Regions from separate parts of the Pan troglodytes genome. Here region 1 is linked to region 2. Evidence: chromatin contacts called from public Hi-C data. All regions are on one chromosome and are shown on one strand. Each heading gives the region's core, a stretch centred on a gene start, on an enhancer-like site or on the middle of the called end of the contact. The rest is flanking DNA. Distances are from core to core; before and after follow the strand shown.

Region 1 (4,702 bases), core at 578-3,077, 210 kb before region 2:
ATACCATTTCCCCGATATTTTAGGATTTCTGTGTTTGTTACTATTCCTTTGCATCCTGAGATGATTCATATAGTTTCTTTTTCAGGAAGTTTAGGAAACATGTTAACACAGTGATTTTCAAAATGAACTTCTGAAACCCTATGTATTTCCCCTGTTCAGTAAGACATACTGGTATTATTTTACATATTGGAATGCCATGTAGACTTTTATTTCTTTTTATTCCATTTTTAAAAGGAGTCTATTTCAAGTCAAAAAAAGCATTTGAAAACCAGTTCTGAAGGATGTTCCTTTTACCTCTGATGGTGTATGATTCTTGTAATGAAAAGGGGATGCATAAATTTGTATCTTTTATTAATAAGCATTTTTCAAAGGCTCTTAACAGTGATATTAAATTAAATGTCTCTCCTATTGATTCTTGATCAAAATAGTGTTCTTATAGAAAAACTATGTATAGCAGATGCATCTGGAAAGGGACATGTGTTCTGAGAACCCCACTCTAGAATGGGAGCACTGTTCTAGAGTACATATACAGCCTCTACCACTACAGAGATTGTCACACAGAGTGGTATTATCACACTGGGTTTGTCAGCATTTCATGGTTTCTAATGGTCTCCTGTGCTTATAGAGCCCAGGGGCATCTCAAAAATGGCATCTTGGCTGGCATTCCACCTCAAAGTGCCTAACAACCCATCTTGCTTCTTGAAGAACTTCTGCTGATTATCAGTGGTTCAGGAAATGTAATCTAATTTTTAACACAAACCAAACCCAAACATAATTACATGCTAAATATGTAGAAAGAACAAGCATATGATGCAGTTCAAAGCCAAATAAACGTGATTTCTATTTTTGATCATTGAAAAGTAATCTTTCTCACCACTGCCTTCTATAAATATAAGGTAATGTGTGTGAGCCACATGCAAGTGGGTTCCTAAATCCCACTGTATATTTAATATTTATAGTAACTTTCACTCAAGAATCTACTCCCATATGTGCTAGCAATCATTTTTCCACTTTGAAAGCGTGAAGAAATTATTCCCATTTTACAAAAGTAAATAAATTTAGTCCTGGAGAGGATAACATTACAGTTCATTTTCATGTATAAATGTCCTTCCCTGCTAGAGACTGAGCACCTCTATGGGAAAAGAGTGGTGTCCGATTAAATGTTAAGGTGAAAAGTCCAGTTCATCCTCTGGAAGAAAAGAATGATATGTCCTTGTTCATCCCTAAGCCTTCTGGGTTGGAATAACGATAACTGGGATTTCATGAGAACCTAGAAGAGTGATCTTGTTTAATGTATTCACTCCCAAAATACAAAGTTTCTGGACTACCCTCTAGAAGCTTTTATTCTGTTGTATACAAACTCATTATCATTCATACAGCCTAAAATTTCACATAATCATTTGCTGACCACTTTGCAGTTAGGCTTTTTAGATATATTTTTAGTTTGTTCTTGATTTCCCTATTTGTTTTTTTTTTCTTGCTGGGGAGAGGGTGAGACATATTGAAATTTAATAGAGATGATTGTTAGACAGAATTTTGAAGGAAGTGAGTGTACTCACCCCACCCACTTCATCAGGAGATGCTTCCTCTGTGAGGTGGGATTTGAGTCATATTAATTTGTCCCAGACCACACCAAAATTAAGCTGTTCACGTCTGAAACATTCCATGAGTTCAGTTGCGAGGAGGAATTTGTTCAGCCATGTTATGGATTCATATTTCTCTCCTCTCCCAAGAAGGTCTGGGTGTCCTTATAAGGGAGAACGCCTCTGTTTCCCACAGTGTGGAGAGCGAAATAAATACTCTCTCACAGTCAATGCAGAGGTAACTTTTTTTTAATGGATTAAAAAAAAAAAAAAAGCAGTTCTGAGAGTCCATCACTGTTTCAGCATCCCCATTCAGAGAGGGGGCTTTTGTCTCTCTCTCAGTGGGAGCTGCCATTTTAATGGGGCCTCCAGCAGGGCCTGGTTTGATGATGTGAAGTAGGCCTGGAAGAATCGTGGAATTTTTTTTTTTTAATTTAGATTTTGGTTAATTTAACCATACTGGCTTTCAAATGAACTGAAATGTAAAAGTGAATCCACGGTAAATGTCCCTCAGAAACTGCTACCAGATAATTTCAGCGATTTCTCATTTCTGAAGCTCTCTCATGTGAAAACCAATCCCTTGAAGTTCTAATAGGCATTACCGGCCGTCTACCCCCAACCCCCAATCTATTTGCAAAGATGAAAATCGGTAGAATTCATTCTTAAAAATATGCATACGCATACACAGACACAAACGTGCACTCCTAAATGCTAAATGAAAACATTGCTTTTAGCTGATTGCTGATGCCAAGCCAGGATTGGGATAGCTTTGTGGTAATTCTGGGGTTTCCCTTTTGCCTGAGTCATGAACACCACGGTACATGGAATGCTCCCCGACCCCAGAGCCTTGGGAGTGCCAAAGCTACTCCCCAAGCCCTCGCCCCAGAGGAGGATTCCAAAATCCCCCACAGCACACTTTCTAGATAAAACTGTTGCTCTCAGTAATGAGGCCACAGCCTGCAGAGCCAAACTGGCCCGCAGGCCGCTTTCTGCAGGCCTGGCGCCGGACCTGCTCTGCCCCCGCCCGCCCCGCAGCCCCCGCGGCCACACAGTGGCTGCGCCTGGCAGCTGCGCGCCCAGATGCCAACCGCTGGAATGTGTTTTATGTTCCCGCGTCTCTGCCTGGCTGGCCTCGGGGGAAGGCTCTTCCCTGGCCTCTCCGGCTCCGGCGCTGGGCTGCGGCAGCTGGGGAACCGATGTGCGATCATTTTACACATGAGCTAGCTGTTCACCCTTCCAGGAACTGTTTGCCTGCACTAATTCCGCGCAAGATGCACACACTGAGCCCCTTTGTAGGGCTGAAGGATGACAGTCTCTCCGGCCTAGATTGGTTTAGTAAATGACTGACTGCATGGACCTGAGTACCTGGGTATTCGTGTGTGTGTGTGTGTGTGTGTGTGTGTGTGTGTGTGTGTGTGTGTGTGTGTGTGTGTGTTGACTTAAAGGCGCTCCCTCTTTGCAGAAATAAATGAATTAACGAATTTTTAAAAAGAAGGTAGAACTAACGCATTTTCGAAAAAAGCAAACATCAGGGAATGTACAGTTTGTTACAACATATCTATCCATGATTCCATTTTGGGGGAATTTATATGAAGATATCCCACAATCAGGCAATCGCCAAACAAGAAAGCATCCTTAATTGAGTTGAAACTGGGGGTAAGGGGACAGAAAAATCGCCCCCATAAAATAATTTCAAATTCAGCCTTGTGTTTCCCAGTAATTGGGCTGTCTGAGGATGAGACTGGGAGTGGAAAAATCCAAGTCAGTCTTAGAGCTGCACTTCTCAAAAGTGGCTGCAAAGGCTTTGAGGTGGTCAGTGATTTGTGTTTATTTACAACAATGCTTTAATTAATCATATTTAATAAGATTTGATATCACTTCATCGGTGGCTAAGCAAAATATTAATTATGATTTAGTTTGTTGAATTACCACTATCAAGAACTTGGATGATGATTTTTTAAAAATCATTTTATCTCTCTGTGCCTTTTCTATGCTTCAGAAGTGACAATGGCATGTTTAAGAGTCTAGGAAACATTTGAGCCTGGGATGAAAAGTCAGATACCGAAGACCCAGTTGTACACATAATGCATTTTTAGAGAAGATACATAAAAATGGACATCCAGCCAGGTGTAGTGGATCATGCCTGTAATCTTACCACTTTAGGAGGCCAAGACAGGAGGATTGCTTGAGGGCAGGAATTTTAGACCAGCCTGGGCAGTATAGCAAGACCCCATCTCTACCAAAGAAAAAAGAGAGAGAGAGAGAAAGAGAAAAAAAATGGACATCACTTACAAAGTACACTCTCAATAGCAGATATGCTCTATCTTTAAAAAAAGTTTTGAATTATTAATGTATCACCTTCTTGTTAAAGAAAACAATACCAAAATGTTTAAAATTAAAAGTAAAAATTACCTCCATTCCCACTCCCCTGGAATAATCACTTACAAATCCAACAAGTATCTTTCCAGTCTTTTTAAACACACAAACACATATACTGTATAATATATATATGTGTATAAAATATATGTGTGTATTGCATATGCTTGTATACATGCAATATACATTTAATGTACCTATAGAGAGAGGATCGCTTCTTTTTAATGGGATCTTGTTAAACATATTGTTCTATAACTTCCTTTTTACTCAGAAATATAATCATGAATAGCCTTTAATACCAGTATTATATTATTTGTAGTGGCTCCATAATATTCCAGAATATCAGTGTATGGTGTTTTATTTAGTCCTTCCCATATTTATGGTCATTAAAGTTATCCCAAATTCTTCAGTAATATCAATAATGCTGCCATAAACATCCTTGCATATATATCATAAATTTTAAATATATATTTAAATGCAGCTGTTTTTGTTGTTGTTTTTTGTTTTTGTTTTTGTTTTTTGCCTCTGTGGAAACTGGAACTGTCAACTGAGAAGGGAAAGGCAGCACGAAATGAAGTATAAGTGTTGCATAAAGAATAAAGGCTCAAGTTGCAAAGCAGTGAGTTGGAGTTGGCTTATAGGAACAGAAAGCAGACTCATTAAAAATTGCATTTTGATGTATAATGTATTTTTTTCAAAGTCATGAGGCTCTATGTTCTCACAATGTCTTCTTTCAGATAACA
Region 2 (4,566 bases), core at 368-2,867:
AAATCTAATGATTTGCCTTCTTAAATTTATAAGGTATACGAGATTATAGATAGCTTTATAAATACAAATTTTGTTCAGAAAACTAGATCTTATTTTAGAAGACATGCTCTTAACACAAATGTATTTTATGAATTATCTTAAGCTTAAAGACATACAATTATTCACTTTTATTTTTAAAGAAAAAAGTATTATAATGCATTGCAAAATATGTGCTACTGAGAATGCATCAATTTTTATTTCCCTAGCCTTACCTCACACTATAACATAGAATCAGTTTTATAAGGGCAAAAATTTGATTTACTGTGAGATTAGTAACATGGTTTTAAAGTCAAAAGATTTATAGAAGTAGTATTTCCAATTCAAACAGAATTTTGCCAGGTTTTAATTTTTCTACAAAGCACTTAAGTAAATAATTTTGTGAAAAGTTTTGCTTTAAGATGTTTTAAAGGGTTTCAAGTATTCTACAGATACAGATTTTGGGGAGAACACCAAATTCTTTCCAAAAAGACAGCTATTTCTAGTTTTCTTTTACTCCATTGTAGAAAGTTTTAAAGACTTTTTTTTCTCCAAAATCTCATTTTCACCTGAAATAATTGTATTCAAGGGTTTCTCAGCAGGTAAAGTATACATTCTTACAAGGTTTCAAATTTCAGATTTCCAATAATGCATTTAAACTGAGCACTCCTCTTTTTGTGTATGTATCTACTATCTGCAGTTCTATTATTTACACTAAATTTTAGTCTTTTTAGCTCCTCTGAAATACGTTAGTGAACCCTCAGCAGTTACTAACCACTTAATAATTGTGAACCCGCCAGCCCCTTCAAGTAGATCGTTAACCATAAGAGTGCCTGACAATTTCCAAACCATATCCTCTGTCTAAAAGGAAAAGACAGGGCTTTGTGAGGCAGAAAGGAAGCGAAGGAAAACAAAACAAATGTAGCTCATGCTGAAAGTGAAAAAGTGCTTGGATAGATTAGTATTTTCTTTTCTGCAAGGCATCCTGCCAAACTTTTTCTTTACTTTTTTAAGAGAAGAGTTATTTTTTGGTCTGATTTTTCAGTTTCTTGGAAAGTATTGGTATTTACCACCCCCATTGGCCGCTCATAATTATTGTTGGTTGTTTTGTGTTTTTCCCATCCGTCCACGTCACACAGTGAGGATGCCCCCCGCTTCACCCTGTCAAAACCCCAACTCTGGGCGACCCTGGGTTTGGAAACTCCGCCGACTCCCGACGACACATCCCACTCTCTCCCACTAATGCCGCTTATTTTAGTCGCAGGATCCCCCTACTACAGTTTCAGTGAAAGCCGGAAATTTTCATTTAACTCTCCCCCCCACCCCCGCCCCCACCGCGCCCTTCTAGCCCCCGACTCGTAGAAGGGAGCTAGGGAGCCCGGAGCTCGGAGCACTGCCGGGACTCGGCCGCCTCATTTCTCTCCGGAAGGCTTTAATTTGCACACTTTCTTGCCACTGCGCCACGAGCCCCCAGCCCCGCCGGGGGGTGGGTCTCCGGCAGAGTTAGCTTCGCGGGTCCCTGCCCCCACCCCGCACGGTCGCCCCAGCTGCCTCCCCGGCTGGGGCCCCCAGCGCCGGCCGGAGCCCCGCGGCCCCCGTCCGCCCCCAGCGAGCGGCGCGGGCGGCGCCCTCCGCCGTCCCTCCGCCCTCCGCCGCTGTGCCCACCCCCTCGCCGGAGAGAGTGCTGGTAACTCCTTCCCCAGAGTCTGAATACCTGCTCCGCGAGGCCGCGGACACGTGCGGAGAGCCGACTGACACTCGCAGCCCCCTCGGGAGGCCCGACGCGACTGGGCCCCTCAGGTGAGGAGCTGTGCGCTCGGGTGGGTGGGCTGCGGGGTGGGGGGTCCCGGGGGAGATCTGGGGGATTGGCCGGGGTCCGAGGCAGAACTGTGGGTGGGGTAAGTGGAGGGTGGCGGGGGGTGGGGGGGCCTGTGTTTCCTTGGAATCGGCTTTGGTTAACCCCTTACGAACTGAGACGGGATTGGTTATGGGGGCCAGTTTTGGGGAGCTAGAGGATTCTCCTTATCTGATGAGAGGGGGAGATCCCAGCCTAGGGACACCCACGACACCGAGATCCTGCTTCCACGTATCCGTACGCACACACACCCACACGGAACACTCCTCATACAGTTTCTCCAAACGGAACTGGAACTCTACTCGGACACTCACATAATAATTCACATTTAGGGTTTAAAATGCACTGCCTCTAGGGACTCCATGCTGGAGAATGTGCTTGCATTTCCCCCTCGAAAACGCCCTCTCCAGCTCGCTGAGGTGTGGGTGTGGGCTCCACCTTCCCCTCCACGAGATAAATGTTAACGCAGGCTTCCTGCGGGCGTGTTATACACAGAAAATTGCACGCAGCCGGCCAGTGCCCAGGCTTGGAGCCCCGCGAAGACGCACGTTTGCTGTAGTTTCCAAGTTTACTTTTATAATTTAAAATATTGGAGTTAAACACACGCCCCGCAGTGAGCAGTCCTGGTCCCCGCAGCGCGCCCGTCCGTGTGCATATGGGCGCATCTGCGTGTGCGCACACGCGGGAGTCGCGGTCCCCGGTGTGGCCTCTTGTCGCTGTGCTGGTGGCGACCCTTGTGGTGCTTGGCAGGCTTCGGGAGAGGCGCATGAAGGATTTCATTGAGTGTGAAGACAGAGAGCAGAGACAGAAAGCAGAAGGAGGCGGCTGCAGCCTTTGTAGTCGCGGAGGAATGCGGAAATGTTGAAGCACTATGTCAAACTTTTTTTGAAATGGGGTCAAGTCACATTCAGCCAGCGTGGGAAAGCAACAACAACAACAAAAAAAAGTGGAGGAGAGGGGGGGAAAAGGCATTGCTGCTCCCGTTTCTCTCCGCCGAAGCCGACCGTCTGGGGGGCGAGTGGGGGGAGAGCCAGGGCAGTGCGGGGCCCGGCGGGGGCAGCAGGCGCAGTTCCCTGCGGGGGTGGGACGTCCCCGACGCTTCCTTCGCTGCGGAGCCCGGGGCTAGACTCGAGCGGGAGGGGGTTGGGGGGACGCAGGACAGGCGGGTTGGACGGCCGGCGGCGGCTCCCCGGCTACCTGTGTGGCCCTCGACCTGGCTCAGACCCCTGGGCAGTCCCTGGGGGCTCTTTCCTCGGCTTTTAAGGAAAGTTCTGAATGTAGTGAGTGCCAGAAGCTCTGCTCTCGCCGCGGTCCGCTCCACCCGCTCATCGTGGGGGTCGCGCCGTTTGTTTAATTCCTGGCAAAAGGCGAGCGGGCCAGCGGTTGCGAGGCAGGTAATTCCGAGGTGCCCCGGGAATTCCGGACATGCGGCCGTCGTGGTGAAAGTCCTGCCGAGGCCGCGGCGGCCCTGGAGGAGGGAGGCCCCCTAGGTCCCAGATAGCTGCTGAATGGGGAGGGAAAGTTAGGGTACCCTACTCTGGCGCTTTGTTGTGCAGAGGGCTCCGGGGGCGTCCGGCTGCAGACTGGACCGGGCCTTTAGCCGGAGGGGGAATGGGGCAGCCACCTCTGCTACCTACAGCGGGGAGGTCCTGGGAATGGGAAAAGGTTCGCGAGTCCGGGCCCCGAGGACAGAGACCTTCTCTCTCACCCCTGGAGGCGCAGGATTTAACCCCCCCCCCCCCCCCACCCTTTGAAAGGGAGGTTGAGTTTTGCTCAGGTCGAAATCAGTTTAAAACTTAAGGACGAGGCGCGATTATGCTATCCCCTTCCTGAAGTTATTCTTTAAGGAGACGACAAGCGAAATTGTGGCGAACACCCCTTTCTCCCACCCTTGGGATCCCGTGGGGGACGGTGTCTCCCCTCCCCCAGGACCGCTCGCTCGCCCACCCCCATTAGCCCCAACCCTCCCCGACCAGATGGCTGGTCTTCCCAAGGTTTCCACCAGGGAGGTCCTCCCAGTCGGAGAGAGAATTCCGTTTCCAACCGAGACTCCTTTACCCCAAAAAGACCATTTGTGTATGCGAGTCGTTTTTAAATGTCTCCTCGTAGAAAAACTGAAAGTAGAAAGAAAGAAAGCAATTTCTGAGCAGATGTCTGACCACCCCTTCTCGCACACTCCCAGCATCGGGTTACAGGGTCCTGGGAGCCCCCACCCACATTCTGCGGCCCCACACGGATGGACCCACAGTCCTTCCGCTCCAGCTTGTGCGCGACCCCTGAACGCCCTCCGGCACCCCTGGACCCCGTCTCCCTGCACGTCCGGGCCTCAGGAGGCGGGGAGGGTAGCGGCGCAACACAATGATATAGGGATAAATATTAAGCCGTGACATTGACGTGCCCGGCGCCTCCCCTCCCCCGCGCTCCCGGCACACTCTGGGCTGCTCGGCACGCCCCCTCCCGTTCCACTGCGTCCCGCGCCGCTCGCTCATCCCCGAGGGGCCCCTGCAACCTCTCCGCGCGAAGACGGCTTCAGCCCTGCAGGGAAAGAAAAGTAACTTCGCTTTTCTCGGAGGAACCAGGAAGGATTAAGCGGCTTGGGAGAGGGCAGGAGCGCGCGGAGGGTAGCGATGGAGGCTTCGTAAAGGAGGAGGAGGGGAGTCTGGAGGAACCCCGAGGAAGGCTTCTGGGCTGTCTGA

The links. A called contact is a pair of places that touch in the nucleus more often than the background predicts.
Region 1: a Hi-C map of stem cell-derived neural progenitor cells shows a contact between it and region 2, with 5 times the contacts expected there. The contact joins the enhancer-like site here to the promoter of CDK6 in region 2. A contact is called at or near these places in 2 of 7 Hi-C or Micro-C datasets (blood and stem cell-derived neural progenitor cells), 1 of 1 datasets of contacts at active chromatin or transcription factors (stem cell-derived excitatory neurons) and 1 of 1 other capture datasets (stem cell-derived neural stem cells).

What each region holds. Positions count from the first base shown.
Region 1 is chr6:102,418,521-102,423,222 of NHGRI_mPanTro3-v2.0_pri, reverse strand. It overlaps LOC134810468 (a long non-coding RNA gene), which reads right to left. Exons shown (of 3, transcript XR_010158592.1): 2 at 3,739-3,819. Among named protein-coding and RNA genes, the nearest start is that of SAMD9, 74 kb to the left of the region's middle. Within about 2 kb of position 1,827, at least 3 of the 24 cell types and tissues checked have an H3K27ac peak or open chromatin away from gene starts, as enhancers often do. A contact at or near this core is called in stem cell-derived neural progenitor cells, where this site is marked.
Region 2 is chr6:102,210,509-102,215,074 of NHGRI_mPanTro3-v2.0_pri, reverse strand. It overlaps CDK6 (cyclin dependent kinase 6), which reads left to right and starts at 1,617. Exons shown (of 8, transcript XM_003318579.6): 1 at 1,617-1,815. It overlaps LOC748709, which reads right to left and starts at 4,359. Exons shown (of 6, transcript XM_063815936.1): 1 at 4,084-4,359; 2 at 3,402-3,503; 3 at 3,084-3,338; 4 at 1,730-2,992. The coding sequence starts at 4,359. The coding sequence ends at 2,222.